Regions from separate parts of the Sus scrofa genome. Here region 1 is linked to region 2. Evidence: chromatin contacts called from public Hi-C data. All regions are on one chromosome and are shown on one strand. The core of a region is the stretch at or near the end of the contact, and the rest is flanking DNA. Distances in the headings are between cores, read along the strand shown.

Evidence for each region. A called contact is a pair of places that touch in the nucleus more often than the background predicts.
Region 1: a Hi-C map of liver shows a contact between it and region 2, with 7 times the contacts expected there. The contact joins the promoter of CBX2 here to the promoter of EIF4A3 in region 2. A contact is called at or near these places in 2 of 47 Hi-C or Micro-C datasets (heart right ventricle and liver).

Annotation. Positions count from the first base shown.
Region 1 is chr12:2,578,820-2,584,532 of Sscrofa11.1, reverse strand. CBX2 (chromobox protein homolog 2) reads left to right here and starts at 4,197. Exons shown (of 5, transcript XM_021066506.1): 1 at 4,197-4,390; 2 at 4,462-4,505; 3 at 5,555-5,620. The coding sequence starts at 4,319.
Region 2 is chr12:2,282,012-2,287,590 of Sscrofa11.1, reverse strand. It overlaps EIF4A3 (eukaryotic translation initiation factor 4A3), which reads right to left and starts at 1,912. Exons shown (of 12, transcript NM_001100193.1): 1 at 1,728-1,912. The coding sequence starts at 1,896. LOC106505378 (a long non-coding RNA gene) reads left to right here and starts at 3,943. Exons shown (of 2, transcript XR_002336940.1): 1 at 3,943-4,158.

The DNA.
Region 1 (5,713 bases), core at 2,948-5,447, 290 kb before region 2:
TCAGTGCACTGTTTCTAACAGTAAAACAGTGGAATCATGGACTGATAAGATTGCAAAATTAATAAATGAAAGCCTGATGCAACAGAGGTCTCTCTGTAGGGGGCTGTGGTCTGGTCTGCAAAGCAATATCAAAAGGAGTTGGTGAACTGTCGTTACCTACCTCATATAACAATGTTCCTTAACCTCCCCAGCCCCAGGAACCACGAGTGGTCCAGTCTGTCTGCGCATGTCTTTAGGGGCCGCGCAATAGGCTAGGCGGCCTGGGGTGGGTCCCAGGAACTTGAAAGGTTTCTGCTGCCTCCTTGAGCCCTGGAGAGGCTACCGTATGCAGGCGGGCTACTGTATGCAGGCTGGCTACTACTTCCAGACACAGTCTGCCCACCCCCACTAAGCAACGTGGGAAGTGACATGAATGGGCTCCACAGCCACATGATCTGAAGTGATCAAGGATCCCTTTTCCTCATCTGTAAAATGAGGATGGGGACAGGCTGCCCTTTGTGAGAAATGTTCTAAACAGTGTGCACTGCACATGGCCTCTGGCGACTCCTGGGTCATGATCTCTGGGGTGGGGTCCAGGGGTCAATATTTGCATTGTGTGCCCAGGGGATCCCTAGGCAAATTGAAAGCTTGAGAACTTCTATAAGGGCTCTAACTGTGCTTATTTTTACTTGAGTTCTGATACATAAATACTACGTGTCACGTAGATATAATATTTATCCATTGCATATACAGAATCAGCATCACCTATCGTGGCTAGCCTGTAAGTTACACCTCAGTCTTTCAAATGTGAGGAGACCTGGTTGGGGGACAAAGCATCACATTAAATATTCAAGATTGTGCGGAATTTCCCAATAGCCTAGTGGGTTAAGGATCCATCATTGTCATTTCAGTGCCTGAAGTTTGATCCCTGGTCCAGGAACTTCTGCATACCACAGGCACAGTAAAAAAAAAAAAAAAAAAAAAAAAAAAAAAAAAAAAAAAAAAGGATTGTACAATGTATTATATATCCTGAGTTTATCCCAGGCAGACCATTGAGGATGGGGATGGTGTTAGTTACTTCTTTTAGCCAATTCTGATGAGACAGTATCTGTAGAAAAACTAAAAGCTGCCTGAAACTGTTTTGTAAGGAGTAGTTAATGTTATTTCATTTCAACTGCCAAAGCTGACGGGTCGAGGGGACTGACTTTATCTCAATTCCTAACTTTTCCATTGATTTGAGAATAACACCTGTTCCATTATTCCTTTCTTGACACGGCATCTTTGCTTCCCGATCCGCAAGAGCAACAAGAAAATATTTAACCTTTCTTAGTGGTATTTCAGATATTAATTAGTTAGTATTGTCACTGGCATTGCTACTTTCATGGAAAAAAAAGGGGCATTAAAAGGAGTATTTTGGTTTGCCTATATGCCTATATTTTTGATATCTTTTTATATGCTTTTTAAACATTCTCATAGAAAGGAAAGCATAAATGGGAATGCAGGTAAACTATTCATGTTCCAGGATTCATTTAAGTAACTGCATTACTTTCATGGAAAATACATTTGGAGTATAGTCCTTGCGTTCCTAAGGACCTGTGATGCCCAATACTTGACCATTAGCTACACGTGGCTATTTCCATTTATTGAAAATAAAATTTTAAAAAATTAATTCCTCAGCAGCACATTTCAAGTGTTCACAAGCCACAGATGGCTGGTGACTAACATATTGAAGAATGTGGACCTAAGGCACTGCCATCCTCTTGGAAAGTTCTACTAGACAGCACTGCTCTGGACTCTGTACTGTATCCAGTCGTGTCTAGATGACAGCAAATGCTGAGGAACCATTTGTTGAATGAATAAGAAAATAATTAGTTCTAACTTGTCTTAATAATTCTTAAATATGACAGTCAAAACGGAAGAAGGAATCTGTTTTAGCCCAAACTCATGTTTTGACACAATTGGATTAGCTGGAATCATTCCTCGATTCTGCCAACTTCCAGCTTTATTTTTAAGGAGCATTTCACAAATTTTGGATCATACCTCACCCTTTCTATCTGATAATTTAATTCTAGTCAAATCTGTCATATTTGTTTCTCCCTATCAATTATCTAAACATTATTTTACCCAACTGGGTGTTCACAGTTGGATAGATGATGCATGTATTAAACCTTCCAGGAAATTGATTTTTTTTCCCAATGGGTTACAATCAAATTCTAGACAAATTATTTCTTAGAGGAAGAAAGCATTGTCTAAAAGCTTTCTTTTCTTTAAAAAAAAAAAATATTAAGCAAGTATCCCGGGATGCCATACTTCACCAAGAGGAAACTGGAAGCTTCCAGAGCAAAAACCTCACACCCAAGATGACTTCTGCAAGGAAATGTGAGTTGAAACTGATCCAGCTATTTGCAGGATGACAATAAATACACCTTTGGCCTCATCCCCACAGTTTATTGCCTGGCTCCACAAGATGGGGATACAAAGAGCTGGAGAGAGATTGTAGGAGGCTCTCTCTCTACCCCAGGAGCGCAGCTTTTATCCCAAAACAGGGATTCTGGGCTGCAGCCCCACCCAAGTGAGCGGCCCAACCCCCCCCCCTCCGCAGAAGCAACCTTCCCTCTTTCCACCTTCTTTGCAAACAATATCTCTCAGATACCAAATGAATGTAACCTATTTAACCAAATAATGTTACCCAAGTTCTCTCCAGATACCAAATGAATGTAACCTATTTAACCAAATAAACTAATGAACATGCCAGAAATTGAAAGATGGGCTCCAAAATGTTACCCAAGTTCTCTCCAGATACCAAATGAATGGAACCCATTTAACCAAATAAACTAATGAACACGCCAGAAATTGAAAGATGGGCTCCAGCAGTTCCAAATTTTCTACAGTAGGCCTTTCCTGTTAAAACGACAGAAATACATCTCTCCTGCAGAATCCTTTATAAACATGGTTTTAATGATTACAGTTACCTAGAGACAGTCTCCTGTAACAAGAAACGACTTTTTGATTTGCTCAACAGAGAGAATATTTTGCAGCTGCATCCAAGGGAGGAGCAAAACCAGAAAAAAAATTTTTTTTGAGTTAAAATCGTACTGATGTGGAAAAAGAGCTGCCATCTATCACCTTCATTTGTGGAAAAGTTAGGGCTAACGTATATCTCCTTTATTATTCGTTCGACTTGCTCTGATTCAAGATCTAAATGATTTAAGGGGAAAGTTGCTCAGGGAATGGGGATCTCAAAAGCACTAAATAAAAGGGTGTTTGCTGAAGTTGAACCCACAAGACTCCAGGCCACCCCCATTCCAAAGCGCGGTCCAGTCTCTCTGCAGCCTGTAATTGATCCAAAGGGCACGGACTGCCAAATCCGGGCAGGCCCATTAAAGACTTAGTTCTAGGTTAGAACAAGCTCCTCGAATCACCATCCCGTCTCCCCCACATTCATTTGCTTAAAATCGTGAAACAAATTAAGAAAAGGTGCAGTTGCTTTCCCCCTACGTGCTGCCTAAAACTTGGGGGCTCGGTGCCACTCTTCACAACTTAAAATAAGAACGCAGAGCCATTCGTTTTCAGCTGATACGTTCTCCTCTCTCTCCTTGAGGAGAGTGAGGGGGGAGCCGGGCTGCTCGGTTTTTGCGGTTCATCCCCTTCCCAAGTACTTGGTCTCCCATTCCTTCCCCGCCCCCCTCGCCCGTTTTGCTCGCGCGCAAAATAGCACGACTGCCCGAGACCGACAGAGACCAAGTTCAAAAAGGCGGAGGGCGGGTGGGCCCTCCGCGCCCCAAGCAGCGTCCCTCAGAAACCCGGGCAGGAAGCAGCAGCCTAGCCGCGTCCTGACTTCCCCCACTTCGGCCCAGAACAATGGCTTTTTGCCCGGAAAACGAAGTTCGGAGGAGGCCGGGCGCACCCCGGAGACCGGGACTCGGCTGACGATCCCCAGGCCCGAAACGACCGGGCGCTTCCTTCTTCCTCGCAAAAGACCCGCCTGCGCTCGGTGGACCCCCATCACCGCCCGCGCCGCTACAGCCAGACCAGGCGCGCGGGACCCCAAGCCCGGGCGCGAAGCCGAGCCCTCCTTGAACAATGAGCGCCCCGCCCCCGGCACCGCCCCCGCGCGCTCATTGGCCTGCGCCGGATCGGGGCGGCCCGGGAGGATGGGGCGGGCGGCTGGCCTCGGCTCTCGGCGCGCGGCGCGCGGCGGCGGTGCGCGTGCGCGGGGCGGGCCTGCGCGGGGCGGGGGCGGTGCTTTGTGTGCGGCCGGCGGGGCGCGCGGCAGCGGCGGTGGCGGTGCGGGGAGCGGTGGGCGCCGCGGTCGGGGCGGGGCGCGGCGCGCGGCAGCATGGAGGAGCTAAGCAGCGTGGGCGAGCAAGTCTTCGCCGCCGAGTGCATCCTGAGCAAGCGACTACGCAAGGTGCGTGCGGCCCGGCCCGTGCCCGCCCGCGCCCGTTCGCCCCGGCTCACGCGCCTCTTCTCTCCCTGCAGGGCAAGCTGGAGTACCTGGTCAAGTGGCGCGGCTGGTCCTCCAAGTGAGTCCCCAACAATGCAGCGCCCGCCTTCCTGCCTGCGCCACCTCGGTCTGGAGGGTGGAGGACGACGTGGGGGTCCCTCGGCCGCGCTGTCTGGGGGAGTCCGCGCGCGGGGCGGGAAGTTTGCCGGGGCTCCGCGGGCTCCTCGGGCTTGGCGGGAGGGGGTGCACGGGGTGCCCTTTGTTTACTGGCCTGCGGGGCGCGGGGCTGGAAGGCCTCTCCGGAACCTCCTCCAGTTCGCCCAGCTAGGTTCCTGGCGCCCGGGCCGCCTCTCCCGTTGCCGGTTCCGCGCCCCTCCGGCTCCGCGCACTCCTCCCGCGCCCATTTGTTGCATGCGCCCCCGCCCGCCTCAGCCCTCCCCGCGGGGTGCGAGCCCCCCTCCTCTTGTTCGTATTTTCCCCGCTGTAACCTGAGCTTTCTATTGATGGATGTAGTGCTGCTTTTTTTTTTTTTTTTTTTTTCTCTTTTTTAATGTAAGGGAGGGGACTTGGCATCCCGGAAGGGGCTCTATTTGCAGACGATCTCGCAGACCCAGTTCCCCTTTCTTCTAGACCCCACTTTTCTTTCTTTGCTTTCCTCTCCGGGCGCCCCAGCCCGTGTTCGCCTGGGCACCAGCAATGTTGTTCTTAATCTTTGGGCCGCGTGTCTTTGCCGCTCGGCCGCCCCCTCCCTGCATCCTGGACGAGCCTTCCCTTCCCTCCCTGGCTCCTGGCCAGGGTTTGGGGGCTTCCCTCTCTGCAACTTTCCATTTTACTGGGATCCGTTTTCCTCCCCGGGGAGACTGGGGAGTCCTCCTGAGTCCCCGTGTTAATTGGGAGTAGAGTGGTGGTTTCCCTTTGAGTTGGAGGACAAGGTGCTGGCTTCAAGAGCCCCTGTCTCCAGGAGCTCATCGTTAGCGTGGGTGGGACCTTTGGGACTTTCCCCAGCAGCCCAGTGCCCTGGCTGCCAGCAGGGATCTCAGAGCAATGGGGCACCCCCACTCGGGCTGCCTTGTGAAGTGGCCTGTCACTGCCTGATGCTTTAGGACGCCCTGTTCTTTGCTTTTCTAGACACAACAGCTGGGAGCCAGAGGAAAATATCCTGGACCCGAGGCTGCTCCTGGCCTTCCAGAAGAAGTGAGAAAGTTAACAGACTTGTGGGAGGGGCGTGCCATTGGGGGGACCCTGGTCTGTCACCCAGTGGCGCTGGATGGTGCCGGCCCTCAAGGG
Region 2 (5,579 bases), core at 663-3,162:
ACAGAGACCCTAGTTAGGTTTAAAAAAAAAAAAAGTTAACAGGTGGTTACTGCTGGAGAACAGGGGGAGGGAAGCTCACATCTTACTTCCATTACTACTGCATTGTTTGACTTCATTACAATAACCTGCATTGTTGGGGGTGTTTTGGCATCACTTGTTAAATTAAATAACCCATCACAGTCAGTCACTACTCCCTATCAGCAGTAAGTCTTTGGGTAGGTGACATCATCTAAAAACGAATGTCACCTACGCCTCCCGCCCTGGATGCCCTCCTGCCCTGGATGCGGCTGCGTGAACTGCAACCCCTCTACTGTCTGAGTAAACAAAACTTCATGTACAAATAATGGACATGAAATAATTCTCATAGTCTTTTAAAATGTAGTAAACTTCCCACTTAACACAAAAGCCAATCTAATGTGATTTAAACCCCTCATGATGACGCAGCAGGTGTTTCAGGGAAGGGAGGCCCTAGATCCCAAGAGGCAGGTGGGCTGTGAGCCTCACTACAAGGCTTAGTTGCTATAGTTCACCTCCCGTTCCCTCAGCACCTTCTCTGCACTAAACTGTCCTGACTCAAGGACTGCTGGATAAAAAAGATGCCCCAGTCCCAGGCATTAAGCACGGATGCTGCTCATTCCGGAGAGTAGCCCCAACCCCGCCTCTTCCGAGGCTCCCAGCTAGGACAACTGATGGCTCACAGGTCCCTCAAGCTCCCCTCATTCAAGAAGTGCTCCCACCATTACTCCCTGCCTGAGCAGAGGGCAGCATCACCGGTCCCATCAGCCACACACCTAGGATTTTCCTCTGCTGCTTACATCCATCTCCACCAGAAAACCATCATCTCTCCCCCGGACTGGAACAAAAAGCCTCCTAGCATCTCCCTGCTTGCTCTCCCGCCTCACCTCCACCCACATCAGACACCCCAATTCACTTCTAACTAAATATGGTCCTGTCGCTTCCTTGCATGAGACCCTCCAATGGCCTCCCCCACTGCACTCAGAAATAAAATGCACTCTCTTTATCACCCCAGACTTCACTCTTCAAGATGTGGCCCCCTCCTCCCTCCCCACAGGGAGGACAGGAGATTCTGTTCCTGGAATGTCCCCGGCTCCGGGCTGCAGGACCTGGCACCAGCTGCCCCCTCTGCCCAATTCTAACATAACCTTCTCATAACGGGCTCCTTAGCTGAGTCTCAGTTCAAATGCCAGGCCCTACTGGCAGCCACCTTGCCTATTTGCTCTACTAGTTTAACTCTCTCCTCCGCGCAGCTTGAACCAATTATCCCGCTTAATTTTCTCCGTAGCCATTACCATCGATTATACAGTCCTCCTCCCAAATGTAACTTAAACTAAGGCTTAAGCTAACTTAACTAAGGGCACGAACCTGTCTGGTTCCCTACTAAGCCCCGAGTACCTAGAGCCGCGCACCTGGCCGATACAAGACAGTTATCCGCTGAATGAATGACTCCCAAGTGCCCAAAGGACCCTGCAGCCCTCTTGGGTCCCAGCAGGGCGCGCTGCCGGGAGGACAACACCCGAACCCGCCGGCACAGATGGGGGTGGATACGCGTGGTGAGGGAAGGGGTCACCCGTGACCCACCCCGGGCTCGGCCCCAACCCGGATCCCCGACCTTCAGGACCGCCACACTCCCAGTCTCGGGACCCAGCCCTCGGCCGGGCCCATGCTCTCCGGCGGGCGCTCGCAGCCCGCGCCCCGCGCCCACCGACCGTAGGCATAGATGCCGCGCAGCAGGTCCTCCCGCAGGCCCATAGTGTCGAACGTGGGAGTCACGTCCACCTCCTCGCTGGTCTCGAATTCCACTTTGGTCATGTCTTCCTCTTTCAGCAGCCGCTTCCGCGCCGAGCCTGAGGTCGCCATCGTGGCCGTGGCCGCCATGATGCCGAGCGGGCTGAGAACCGACTGCGCGCCGCACCGGGAAGCGGAAGTAGAGCGCCGCGCCGTCGCCGCCGCCAGGAACTGACGGCATCGCGCGCGCGTGCCTGCGTAGGAGCGTGCGTCGGAGCCGCGCTCGGAAGGGGCGGGGAGCTCCTGGTCACGTGAAAGGGGAAAGGGGCGGTGCCGCAGCTCTCGAGGGGGAGGGGTTCCGCGGGATCCGCGGGCCCCGCCCCTGGCCACACCCCGCCCCTCCCCGCACCCGCGTAAGGTAGGCGCCGGGGTTCGCCCGGGTCCCTCGGCTTGGGCTCTGGGCTGGGCTGTTGCGCGGAGGGTTACCGGTTACCTGGCCGCATTACCGGTTCCTCAGCGCGGCAGGGTAGAACTGGAACTCCTGCAGACGAGCTGCGGCGTGCGCCAGGGCGCCCCTGCCGGGAGGAGGCACCCGGGTGCTGGTCCCTGCCTGCGCTCATTATCCCGTGTAAACATGGCCCCGTGGGCCATGCTTCTCTAAAACTTCAAGTGCCTCTAAAATCAAGTACCGCAAAACTGGCCTCTGAACCGATTTCATCACTTGACGGACGTTCATCTGTGTTGTGTGAGAACAGCGATAACTTTGTGAAACTTGTACTTGCCCAAGTGCCAGCTCCGTCCTTTCTCATTGTTTGCTTGGCTCCCATCCTGGGCATATCTTTAATTCACAGCCTCTTTCCAGGAGTGCTTAAACGCTTTCCTGTTGTGAAGGTTAATTCAGTGAAAACTGGGTGATCATATTATCCATTAAAATCAGGCATAAGAGTGCAGAGGTTTGCAGTTTGTTGACAGCAAACAAGTAAATGAGGTCTTTTCCTGAAGCTCTGGCCCAGACCTTAGAATATGTCCAGACTCTGCAAGAAAATTGACCTGATAAACGTGCCTGATAAGGATGCTAGTATGGGAAGTTCCCCTTGTGGCTCAGTGGGTTAAGAACCTGACTAGCATCCATGAGGACACGGTTCGATCCCTGGTCTTGCTCAGTGAGTTAAGGATCTGGCGTTGCCGTGAGCTGTGGTGTAGGTTGCAGATGTGGCTCAGAGCTGGCACAGCTGTGGCTGTGGTGTAGGCCGCCAGCTATAGCTCCAATTTGACCTCTAGCCTGAGATTTTCCGTATGCTGCATGTGTGACCCTAAGAAGCAAGAAAAAAAAAAATGCCAGTATTACTCAAACCTTAGAGTTCCAGCTGTGGCACAGAGTAAGTTGCTGCGGAGGGCATGGGTTCAGTCCCCAGCCTGTGCAGTGGATTAAAGTATCCCAGGTTGCCACAGTTGGTCACAGCTGCAGCTTGAATTTTTTTTTCTTTAAAGGGCCACACCTGCAGCATATGGAAGTTCCTAGGCTAGGGGTCAAATCGGAACTACAGCTGCCTGCCTATAGTAGCCACAGCAATTTGGGATCCAAGCTTCTGCAACCTACACCACAGCTCACAGCAACACCAGATCCTTAACCCACTGAGACAAAACAGGAACTCCCAGCTGCAGCAGGGATTTTAATCCCTGGCCCAGGAATTTCCATACACCACGGTTCAGACCTTAAAAAAAAAAATTAAATATTTATAAATCTGAATTTCTTTCTTAGACTTTAAAGTGAATAAAATACAAATGTATACAGAATAAGTTGCTGCGGAGGGCATGGGTTCAATCCCCAGCCTGTGCAGTGGATTAAAGTATTCTCAGGTCTTGCGATTCCACAGAGGGGTTATCCGTGTCCTCTCTGAAGTAGCCCACATTGTTTTGCGAACTGTCCTAGGGCTGTGCTGTAAAACGCACACAAATTTCAGACTTAGTATAAGAAAACGAGAGGAATTCCTGTCGTGGCGTAGCAGAAACGAATACAACTAGGAACCATGAGGTTGCTGGTTCAATCCCTGGCCTCGCTCAGTGGGTTAAGGAGCTGGCATCGCTGTGAGCTGTGGTGTAGGTTGCAGATGTGGCTCAGATCTAGTGTGACTGTGGCTGTGGCGTAGGCCAGCAGCTGTAGCTCCAGTTAGACCCCTAGCTTGGGAACCTCCATATGCTGCGGGTGTGGCCCTAAAAAGAAAAAAAGAACAAGAAAGACCTCGTTAATAATTTTTATATTGATTATATGTAGGAATGTTCGTATTTTAGATACATGAGTTAAACCGTGTTATTTAAATCGATTTAACCCATTTCTTTTCCTTTTTCAAATACGTCTACCAGAACCATCTTAATTACAGAAGATATTCCTCTTGGACGGTGCTGCTCTAGGTACTAAACAGTAGGTGAAATAACCTTGTCAGGCGTGTGGGGGAGAGTAAATGGAAGACCACGGAGTTTATGGGTCTGGTACCAAAGGGGAGGGGAAGAAAGAATTGCCTCTTCTGCCCCCGTTCAGAGATTTTTTAATCTTATTCATGATCCGCTTGAACTTGTCTTTTGCCGTCTCACTTTTAGGACATTTTGTACTTTTCCTGGCAGTGTCCCTTTCTCGGGATGTCTGAACACACAACTGAAAGACCTCTTCCTTTGGTTTGGGCCCAATAACGTTTCAGCTGTTTAGGCCAGAGTCCATGAAGAGGACAAGAGTTGGGGTGGGTGTGGGGGTGCAGGGTTGGGGACACCACTCTTTAGGGAAACAGTGGAAACCAGGTTGACTTGACCTTCATCCCCCTTGGAGTTCATCTAATCCCGAGGGATGGCCCCTCCCCCAGGTGGGAGCTGAGGTGCCCAAGACAGAGGGTGCTGCCCCCGCCCCCCGCCGCCACCGGAAGGCCTCCTTGGGATGGTAAAGAGTGTACCTGCGCTCTTGCAGGAGCTGGGGGCTGGCGGTGGGTACGATATGTCATAGGGAGCTGTGTTTTCTTTGTGCGGGAGAGAGGCCTCTGGGAAATCGCAGCCAGGATGAGAGCTCCTCTCAGGAGAGGAGGTTTTTCCCGTTCAAACACGGTGCAGTTTGCTTTATCAGCAGCAGACGGGTTTTGAATACGCCTGGCTCTTTGCCCTCTTTGTTAAAATATGCTCCATGTTGTGCTGGATACAAGCCTTCGCAGTTGCCCCTTGAGCAACTCAGGAGTTAGGGGTGCCCACCCCCTGTGTACTCAGAAATCCAGGTATAACTTTTGACTCCCCCAGAATTTAAGTTCTAATAGCCTACGGTTGACCGGAAGCCTGCCAAATAACATGAACAGTTGATTAGCATGTCGTGTGTTATATGTATTATACTGTATTATATGTATTATATACTGTATTTATTGACCCCCTCAATAAAGTAAGCTAGAGAAAATGCTATTAAGAAAATCAGGAGTTCCCGTCGTGGCACAGTGCTTAACGAATCCAACGAGGAACCATGAGGTTGCAAGTTCGATCCCTGGCCTTGCTCAGTGGGTTAAGGATCCAACGTTGCCGTGAGCTGTGGTGCCGGTGGCAAATGTGGCTTGGATTAGCGTTGTTGTGGCTATGGTGTAGGCTGGCAGCTGTACCCCTAGCCTGGGAACCTCCATATGCCACAGGAGTGGCCCTAGAAAAGGCAAAAAGACCAAAAAAAAAGAAAAAAGAAAAAAAGAAAATCATAAGGAAGAGAAAATACCTTTATAGCACTTTACTGTAATTATTGATACCCCAAGTTTACATTATCTGTTTGCAAATAAATCATCTGTCCATCAGTACCTACATCAATACTGTCTTACAGA